Linked DNA regions of Mus musculus: region 1 is linked to region 2. Evidence: chromatin contacts called from public HiChIP or PLAC-seq data. All regions are on one chromosome and are shown on one strand. Each heading gives the region's core, a stretch centred on a gene start, on an enhancer-like site or on the middle of the called end of the contact. The rest is flanking DNA. Distances are from core to core; before and after follow the strand shown.

Region 1 (5,210 bases), core at 982-3,481, 340 kb before region 2:
ACCACCTCAAGGCTTTTACAGTGCCAGTTTCCATAGCATCCCATGTCCCACCTTAGTCCTATGAACATTTGACGTATGCTGTCTCCTGCATCCATTCGTGCTTCCCCCCCTCTGCAGATGACAGATAAGGGGCGTGGTCTTGATCCTCTGTCTTGCTGGGGGAAGGGGTGCTGATGGGCCTCTCCACTCTGCTGGCCACATTTGGAGCTGTTCCCCAAATCCTCTGCCCTGGGCCCCTGCCCCTGGCCTATCAAGACCCTCTCTACACCAGGAAACAGGTGCATCCCCCCCCCCGAATTCCTGACTCTCCTACTTCCCACAGCTCTGTAGGGAAACAACCATCCCCTTCCAGGGACCAGAGTACCCTTCTCGACCCTCAAGCTCCCATCTCTCCAGTTCTCCTCTTCACTGGGGGGAAAAATCCACCCAACAGACCAAACCTGGGGGTCAACAGACTCTGAAATGCACAAGGACTGCTGAGCTCAGGCACCGCTAAACCCCAGCCTGGAACTCAGAAAGGACTCCCCTCCCCAAGACAATGCTTTCTCTTTCCTTATCACAAACCTGATACCCAGGCTAAGGATGTGGCTCAGCTGAGACAGTGGTACAGTGTTTGCCTAGGGTGCGTGAAGCCCATGGTTCAATTCCACCACCACATAAACCAGTGTGGTGATGCTTACCAGCAAGTCTAGAACTAAGGAGGTGGAGGCAGGAGGATCAAGAAGTTCAGGGTCATCCTCGCTACACAGTGAATTTTGAGGCTAGCCTGGGATACATGAGACCCTGTGTCAAAACAACAAGCAAAATCCCTAACATTAACTATCTTCTTGATAGTTCATCTGTACCCTCCTCAGGGTCCTGAGGCCCACCTCTGCCTCAGCCCAGGGCATCCCTGATGGCCAGCCATTATGCCTCCTGCTGCTTGGTATGACTTCATTCCCACCCCACCTCCCACTTCCAACGTCTCTTTCTGATTTGTTCTCTGATTTGCTAGAGGTGATGTTTAAATGAGCTACCCTCATTACTCTGACAAGGGATCAGAATTTTTGAGAGCCTTCTTCCCCACGTCCTGTAAGAAGTGAGTGACATACCATTCCTGGGAAGATCTGGACATCCAGTAAACAAATGATTCACCTCCCAAATTAGGATATGTGTGAGCAAGGAGGGCTCATTCTAGTCAGGCATGGCAGTAGGTGTGACCCAGGCTTCCCTGGACTTGTGGCTGCCTGGAGACTATGGACTGGGGTCTGTTCTCTCTTTCCCTTGTTACGTCCTGTGGAAGGATGGACATTTTTCATGGTCTTCAGTGTAGTACACATGGAGGTTTAGAGTTGGAAGGTGATATGCTCACTGCCAGGAGAAGTCTCGCCCTTCCAGCCAGCATATTGCTAGTTTGTAGACTAGCACAGACAATGGGCCTGTTCTTTGAATAGTTCTCAGCACTTCTGGGACTTCAAAGACAAAAGACACCAGTATTTTTATGGTCCAGGTAAGAAGAAACCCAGGGTAGATGCAAAGGCTGATTGAGGTGTCTTCTTCATGCACCATCCATAAGAAATCCATTTAGTCAAGTGCGGCACTGTGCCATGATCACCACAAGAGGGCGCTCACACACAGACAAAGACACACTCCATCTGTATTTTCCGCAAACTAGTGCCACCATCTCACCTGTAGGTTGACTGTTTAATTTTCATTCTGAAGTAATGATGCACCCGTAGGGAAGTTGTGAATGTTTTACTCGTGATATTTAAGCCTTCCACAGATGCTGCTGGAATGCTGACCCAAGCCTACTGTGTGTGAGTCTTCAGGTATGTTCCTGTTTTCAGGGACATCTAAGTCACGAGCATCAGTGCCACCTGGTTGAGGCCCACCCTCAGTGGCCAGGGTCACTCGATGACATCTTCTAGCAGGTGGTGTCACCTCTCTGTCTATTCCATCGGGTTTTCTGCAGCACCGCTGTTGGAGGTGACCTCTAGCTAGGGACATTAGAGGCGTCTCCATACAGCCCCCTTGCTGGAAGAGGCTCCAGGCAACTGTAGGCTCTGGAGCTGGTCTCCTTGTGAGCGGTTGGCACCATCGATGCCCAGTGACATTCAGTCTGGTACCTTTCCTGTTCTAGAACCTTCACTGACAGGGAGGAGTCAGGCATCCACCATTGTCACTGTGGACACTTAGACTGATTGGTCCTCAGGTGACCAGTGGCCTGTCTCTGCTGCTACCCCTCCCCCAGGCGTCCCAGCCTCACCTCTCAGAGCCTCACCCTCCTCCACAGACCAGAGCAGCCACTTCCTCCCTGTCCTTGCACTGATCCTCAGCAGGGTCCGTTTCCCTCCTGAGGTCTGTACTGCCCTGGCAGGTGGCTATGCCTCACACTGGGCAGGTTCTGTCCCTAGGGTCCCCCAAGAGGTCATCTGTATCCTGCACTTCCACCTCTGTATTTTGAACTGAGGGGGAAAGTTTGCTGGAAACTGGATTGACTCTTGGCTTTTCCCAAGGCGGGGTTAACATTCCATCATACCTTCATACCCCATCACTTCACACTGTCATTCCCACTTGTCCTGTCCGTCAATGCAGGGTGTGTGTGTGTGTGTGTGTGTGTGTGTGTGTGTGTGTGTGTGTGTGTTCACTGCTTCTTTGGAGAACCCTAGGGGCTCCAACACAAACAGCAATGGCATATCATCCCATCCATCTTACCCCTGGGACATACCGCCTTTTGACTGGCACCGGTGCCCCTTTCAATCCCCAGTGGGCTATGAGACTCTGGCTGGGCATCTAAGAGAAATCTAGTACAGCTTTGATAGACAGCGTGATGGATAGTTTTAATTGTCAACTTGACAGAAAGTGGGATCACCTGGTAAGAGAGTCTTGACTGCGGGACCGTCTAGATCAATTGGCCTGTGTGCACGTGTTGAGGGTATTGCCTTGCTTTTGCTAATTGAGATGGGATGATCCAGCCCACTGTGGGCAGCACCATTCCCTAGGTTTGGATCCTGGATCGTATGAGTGGAGAAAGCAACTGAGAGTCTGGTGCACACATTCGTTCTCTCTCAGCTCTCTAGTGGATGCGACGTGACATGCTGCTTCAAGTTCCCCAGCCTCGATGGAAGAAACCCGGATTCATGAGCAAGTCAATCTTTAATCCCACGGGATGTTTTCGTTGGGGCATTTTCATCACAATGAGAAAGAAAACCAGGATAGACAGATTAGCTTTTCTGCAAAGGATCCAGCCAAGGAGGACCTGTGACACCTGCCATCAACCATTCATTTAAAAAAAAAAATCCCACAGGTGGGCTGGAGAGATGGCTCAGTGGTTAAGAGCACTGACTGCTCTTCCAGAGGCCCTGAGTTCAATTCCCCCACATGGTGGCTCACAACCATCTGTAGTGGGATCTGATGCCCTCTTCTGGTGTGTCTGAAGACAGTGACAGTGTACTCATATACATAAAATAAACAAAATCTTTTTAAAAGCAAATCACAGATGAATGTGACTCAAGGCAGGACTTTCCATTCACAGTGTTTGCTGACCACAACCCTTCTGCGGAGATCTTTCACCTGTACCTTAGGCTGCCCCTGGATCCTGGACAACTCTTACACCAGATCCCAGCCTGTCTGCTCATTGTCCTGAAGCCCTTGGGAGGTGGCTTTTTACTGCCTTGCTCACAAATGTGTAAGGGACATTAATGCTAGTCCAGGTAAGGTGTTAGGGGATTAGATGGCTTCAGGTGACTTACTCTGGTCTTATTATGGGAAAAATGCATATAATTTGTTTATCTCAGTCATGTTATCATGAATATGGGATTGTAGCATCTTCTCCCTTGTGGGCACAGCAGAGTTTTACATGATGACTGTTTGGTCAGTCTCCATCTCAAGATGAGAACAAACACAAGTTGTAGCCATCCTGAAAAGCTCACAGGCAAGAGACAAACCTGGGATCAGCTTCACAAGTGGAAGGGATATTTGTTACAACAGTATAACCAAGTTTCCCTGACTGATACAGTTCCTGAAGTTGGAAGGATTCTTCCAGGCCCTTAGCAGGTAAAGCCTCAAAGGTGGCTTTAAAGGGGAGACCTGAGGGACAAGATGCTCTGAGGAAGATTGCTGACATGTAGATACCAGAGGAAAGTCACTAAAAGGGTTGGCTAGGCACCCTGGAACAAATCAATGCACATTTCTCCAGCCCCTGGCTCAGCGATGGGCTCCGTGGATGCCTGTTCAATAAGGGACCTGGGGCCGTTCTGAGTCAATCAGCTCACTAAAGTGGGTAACAGGAATCAGAGCTGTTCTTTGGGGGTGCTCAGATACTTGGGCACTCCAGGAAGAGCTGCGGGTAACAGTGTACAGGTCCCCACACCTTATATAGAGGTTTGGGAGCTTAGGGCTAGGTTACAACACTTGTCTCATGGAGACTCAGAGGGCTGGGCTGGAAGCCGCCATGCAGGCGTAGAAGGAGGGGGATCCGGGAATAGCGTTCCAGGTACAACCTGGGGGGATTCGGTGACCCAAGGAAAACCTGCCTCAACTTTGCTGACTTAACCCACCTCACCTGCTCTTGTTTAGTGGCCTTTCAGCTTCAGAATGCAGGCCCCGCCTCTCAGGAGTGGACCGCAAGGGTAACAGCCAAATTAGGTTTCATTACGCATGTGCAGACCTCCATTGCCTTTCAACCTTACACGTCCCGGAACCGCAGCCCATAGACATCTCCAGCCCTGGCCTCAAGCACAGGTTTGAGACCCACTCTCCCATCCCACGCTCAAAGATCTTCCAAATGAATCTCTCGTTGACAAAACACATTATCAGCGACTGGCAAGCAAGATGGGCCTGCCTGGGAGTGTGCGGGAGAGTGGAGCCCGTCTGCAGCTGCTCGGTGAAGTCACTTTGAGGCTGGGTAGAGAGTGGCCACTGTAGCTTGAGGCAACCCGACTCCACGAGGGTGGAAGGTGAGGCCTCAAGAGAAGAGCAGTTTTCTGGGTTGCACACCAACCGACAAGGCGCTCGTTCCTCTTGACATGTGTACCCAGCCTGTGCCACTGCTGGGGGCCCCAGCCTGCCTACCCTGAGGGGGACAGAAGCTCACACAGACAAGGTAAGTGATGAGGTGCAGTCTGAGTGAGCCTGACTCAGTGGCGACCCTAGGCAGAGACCCTGAGAGAAGGGGGAAAGGCAGGGAGAGGACGAGGGACGTGAGGAGGCTGCTTTAGGGTTGGAGTTTG
Region 2 (4,960 bases), core at 960-3,459:
CTGATTTTCATTCAAATGGATGGCTTTGAGGAGATTTTTTTAAAGCATGCCAAAAATCTGTTTGTGCATCTCTCAAAGTTACTATATAAAGCTAAGATTTGTAATGGTAAGTGTGCTTGTAAGTGTGCGAGAGTCATCATGCCAATTTTGGAGTATTTTTATGTTTCGGAAGGCATTCATTGTCACAGGTCAAAAATAAGAAACAAGTGGTGGTAAAGAAAACTAGCCATAAGGAAGGGAATTAGGAACAGTCTAGACCTTTGTCATCTAGGATAATCTCCCGTCTAGAACTGATGAAGCAGATTTTCTCTTAATGGCTTCACAAGACCTCAGGTCGGTGGCATGCCCTCTGCCACCACTTACTCACACCTGCGTCTTAAAGCACACACTGAGGATACTATCATGGTGTCATGGTGCCTGAAGACAACAGCTGGCATGCCCAGACATGACATGGAGCAGGAGAGCATGCCTGTCAACTGAGATGTGTACATCTAGAGGAGACAGAAATCTACCCTAGCTGGGACAAGTACTCAGAGCTTGAACTTGGTTCTTTATCTGCTTTGCTCTCTTCACAGTTCATAAGCACCCAGGCCTTCACTTCTTGTTTTGTAGGATGGGCATACCAGCTGTGCTAACTGGAGTCACATCCTCTACTTTATGATCAGAGCTGTATAACGTCAGACAAATCATTCATCTACATAGCAAGGACTGCTATATAGACCAAAAGAGAGATGATATGATAAACAATTTGAGCTGCTATTTTAAGGGTTTATTTTATTTTTAAGACAGACAGACAGAGAGAGAGGAGAGAGAGAGAGAGAGAGAGAGAGAGAGAGAGAGAATGAGAGCTCACTGAGATCAGAAGATGTTGCTGCATCCTCTAGAGTTAGAGTTGTTGTGAGCCACCTGGTGCGGGTGCTGGGAACTAAACTTGAGTCCTCTGGAAGTGCAGTAAATGCTCTCCCGAGTCATCTTTGCAAGTCCAGCTTTGAACTTCTTATTCTATCGTCAAATTCCTGCTGTACATCAAGTCGGCAGTTCTGGGTGTGCTTTATTTGTTTCATATTTCCACACAGAAGTAATTTGTGGGAGAGAAAAGCAATTGGGAAGGCGGGGCAGGCGATCAGTAAGCACAGCTGAAACCAAGTGCCAATAGCAGAAGAAACTGGAGGTTAGACTGCGGGAGATCGGAGGCCCAGACTTCACTTCCTCACGTGGAGGAGGGCCCAACAGTAAATTAGCTAAATCTTCTCAGAGGAACTCTGGGTTTTTCCTCCCCTGCCCCCTTTTTGGGGGATGAAGTACAAGATAAAGTTCTACCATCGCAGCCACTTTTAAGAGTTCAGTTCAGTAGTGTTACATACATCCACACTGCAAATTTTACGCACTTAAACATTTCATAATAAATATGGAAGTGCTCTGGCTTTACTTAGGAGTTCTCTCAGAGCTGGAAAGACACTTGACTATAAGGAAGGAGCTGAGTTTCAGGAAGGCAGAGTGCTCCATGTTCAGCTTCTTAACTCAAGGCCTTGAACTGAACGAGAATCCGTGGAAACAGACACCAAGATACTGCTAAACACGCTGTGCCCAATACTTAATTCAAAGTCAGTGACTCTTGTTTATGTCACACAGCACAAATGTCCTGTAGACTCAATGCTGACTACACAACCTGTATACTCTGCACTTTACATGCCTTCATAAACAAACTGAAACTTGGTTTTTTGTGTTGCTTATGTGTTTGCATGTTTTGCCTGCGTATGTCTTTGTGTCTCATCTGTGCTTGCTGCCAACTGAATCCAGAAGAGGGCGTTAGATCCACTGAAGCCAGAGTTTCAGGCAGTTGTGTGCTCCTATGTGATTGCTGGGGGCCTAACCCGGGTCCTCTATACGAGCAGCAAGTGCTCTTAACTACTGAGCCATCCTCCAGTCCCAAACAGTGCTATCGAACACTGCCTAAAATACCTCTTCTCATCTGGAGACCAAGGTGTATTATGAATTACAGTGTTTTTACTCTATGTCTTAAAGTTTCTATTGTTATGATAAGCACTGCCCACAAGCAATGTGCAGAGGAAAGGGTTTATTTTATTGTAGAACTTAGAGTCTATCATGAAGAAGATCAGTGCAGGAAGTGAAGGCAGGAACCTGGGTGAGCTTGAAACAGATCATAGAGGACACCTGCTGACTGGCTTGCTTTCTATGACTTGCCCCAGCCTGTTTTTTCATACAAGTCGGGACCACCTGCCCAATGCAGCATTACCCCCAGTGAGGCAGCTGTGTGCTACCATGTGATTGCTGGGAAACTAACCCAGGTCCTCTGCAGGAGCAGCAGTGTGGGCCTCTCACATCCATCTTCAATCAAGAACATGCCTTTACCCACAGGCCGATCTAATGGGGGCATTTCCTCAGTTGAGGTTTCTCTTCCCAGATGACTCTAGCTTGGGTTAAGCAAACAAAAACTAACAAACACACTGTACATACAAATTTTCCTGCTTTTATAGGAATATGGTTTAATTACAGAAATCAAAGACATTTGATACTTTCCTACCATCATTCCCCAGCAAGTAAGTATCAAACTTGTGTCTCTGCACTGCATTCTGTTAGACTGATCTTTAAAATTGCTGTCAGCGACTGGAAAGACAGCTCAGCTGACTGCTCTTCCAGAAGACCCGGGTTAGGTTCCTTATCCACCCGGCGGCTCACAAGCACCTCTGACTCCCGTCTGAGGGGATCACATGAGCTCTTCTGCCTTCCACGGGTCCCTGCAGAAACAAACACTCTGCACATAAGGCACACACACTAATAAAAATGTGTTTAAAATGCTGCTGAGTTGTTGAGTCATAGTTTTAAAAATCTTTCATTTAATTTTGGCTTGGGATAATAATTTCTGAAATGTCCCTATGAACATTTTTGGTATTTTGTATTTATGCAAAGTAGCATTTTCAACATTGATGACAATAAAATGAAAATATTGATAAACTCTGAGAAAATAGTGAAAATGTTCTATGCCTTGCAGCATATTCCCCAAGACTTAATTTTTTATAAAAAATGGACAAGCATATAATCTCATTAGTATATGAATTTGCTTTTATCTTTAATAAGTGATAAAATTATATATATACACCAAATAACTTTCAAAATAAAATTTTGATTTATTATTAATACAAGTTTGATTTGTATAACTATTTTATAAATGCTTGGAGTTGCATAAAGTTTCTCCTGGGAATAGGGATGACAAGCAGGAAAAACTTGAAGCAGTCCTGCTCTAAATCACCCAGCAAGTTGCAGATTCATTCAAGACTGATTTCTAGCTCATATCTCTTGTCACACACTTGGAAGTTATAGATCCAGAAAGCATTTATGAACAGATGCACTGGATATTCTTAAACACAGTCATTCACATTTCTGTGTTTACATAAATTTCCTTAAAATTATGCAAGGTGCTACCTTCTAAAACCCCTTGAATTCCCTTAAGGATCCAGTACCTTTACACTGTATTATCAGCATGACATTTTAATTGTTTTATTTTTAAGAAGGTTTTCTCTATTAAAAATTACTATTACTATCATTTTTATTATTTTCCCAATGTTATTCATTTCATGATCGTATTTCATCCTTGGAGCAACTCTAGCATCCAGGTAATTTTTTCACTCTAGTTCTAATACATAAAGAAATGGGCTTATGGAATCTAGGTCATATATAAATTCATATGTGTATATATATGTGTATGTATATATATGTATACACACACACACACACACATATATATATTAGAACTGGATTCAAAGCCCAGCTGTATTTGCTTACAAACTCTCAGCACTTCCTTGGGTTTCATGCTATCCCTTCTATAATAGGGAATGAAAGCACTGTAGCACCCTTACAGTAGACTTAGTCTAAGGTTCTAATATTCCATCCTTGGGCAATGGCTTTTCCATGTCCCTCTTCACCTTATGTAAGCCTCACTGTGCTTTGAAATGTACTTCAGCCTCTGCCTACTCTACCTTTTTCATGATGGTTGCTGTGCCATTCATCAGGTGCTCACCGTGCCCCATGTACTAGATCAATACTCGACAGTGCATTATCTCATCCAGTCCTCACAACATCCCTAAGGCTGGTACTGCTATCCTCATCTTACAGACGAGGAAATGGAGACTTGTAGAAAACAAATAACTTAACTATAGATTAAAACATGTAGAAAGAGAGAGGAGAGAGGGAAGGGAGGAGGGAGGGATAGAGAGACAGAGGGGGGAGAGAGGGAGAGACAGACAGACAGGAAGAGAAGGAGGGAGGAAAGGAGAGGGACACAAAGAGGCAGAGAGGGAGGAGAGAGGGAGAGACAGACAGGGAGGGAGAAGGGTAGGAGGAGGGAGGGAGGGAGGGAAGGAGGGAAGGAGGGAGGGAGGGAGGCAGGGAGGGAGGGAGGGAGGTCTTATATGTGCTGAAATGTGGTGTATGAGGTTTGGTGAGCGCTGACCATCTAGCTGTCCTCTCCCCCTGCTAGACATGAATAGAATTTTTGGATTGAATGAGTCAGCCACAGGAATTTCTGAGCCATGTCTACCTAGTCAAAATAGGGTTTTTTAAAGTTTGTATTGGAAAAAATTTTGAATATTGCTGACATTTTCAAATATTTTCTCTTCAGGAGTGCTTTCCCAAGTGTTGGCTAGAACCATTGATAATTACTGTAAAGCACATGCTAACTGAAAAGGGTTTTGTGGTAAAATGTGGGAGGAGGCTATCATGTTAAATGCCTTGCTCCTTTGGAAAAATTTAAAGTGCTGCCAGATTAGGAGTCTATATAGAGTCTGTATAGAGAAGAATACTGGGCCCTTCTTCATTTTTTTTGGTATTGATTTTCCAGACGCTTTAGTGTTAAACCATGCCAGAAGAGTTGTGGAGATGAATCACTATTATCCAAAGGCTGCCAGCCTCTTTTCCTTCTGACAGAAGGATAATTCCACGT

What was found. HiChIP or PLAC-seq counts read pairs in DNA pulled down with a chosen protein or histone mark.
Region 1: a contact with region 2 is called in an H3K4me3 HiChIP or PLAC-seq map of the SCID.adh cell line, with 4 times the contacts expected there. The contact joins two enhancer-like sites. A contact is called at or near these places in 3 of 15 datasets of contacts at CTCF or cohesin (embryonic stem cells, large pre-B cells and pro-B cells), 7 of 484 Hi-C or Micro-C datasets (the G1E-ER4 cell line, bone marrow-derived macrophages, cortical neurons and 3 more), 6 of 115 datasets of contacts at active chromatin or transcription factors (the SCID.adh cell line, T-cell acute lymphoblastic leukemia, embryonic basal ganglia and 2 more) and 2 of 9 other capture datasets (embryonic stem cells and liver).

The regions. Positions count from the first base shown.
Region 1 is chr9:63,840,717-63,845,926 of GRCm38.p6, reverse strand. No RefSeq gene overlaps it. Among named protein-coding and RNA genes, the nearest start is that of Gm39359, 48 kb to the right of the region's middle. Within about 2 kb of position 2,231, at least 6 of the 459 cell types and tissues checked have an H3K27ac peak or open chromatin away from gene starts, as enhancers often do. A contact at or near this core is called in the SCID.adh cell line, where this site is marked.
Region 2 is chr9:63,501,385-63,506,344 of GRCm38.p6, reverse strand. All of the region lies in intron 13 of Iqch (IQ motif containing H), which reads left to right. The region is part of intron 3 of Gm16759 (a long non-coding RNA gene); the gene reads right to left. Among named protein-coding and RNA genes, the nearest start is that of Gm25995, 62 kb to the right of the region's middle. Within about 2 kb of position 2,209, at least 19 of the 459 cell types and tissues checked have an H3K27ac peak or open chromatin away from gene starts, as enhancers often do. A contact at or near this core is called in the SCID.adh cell line, where this site is marked.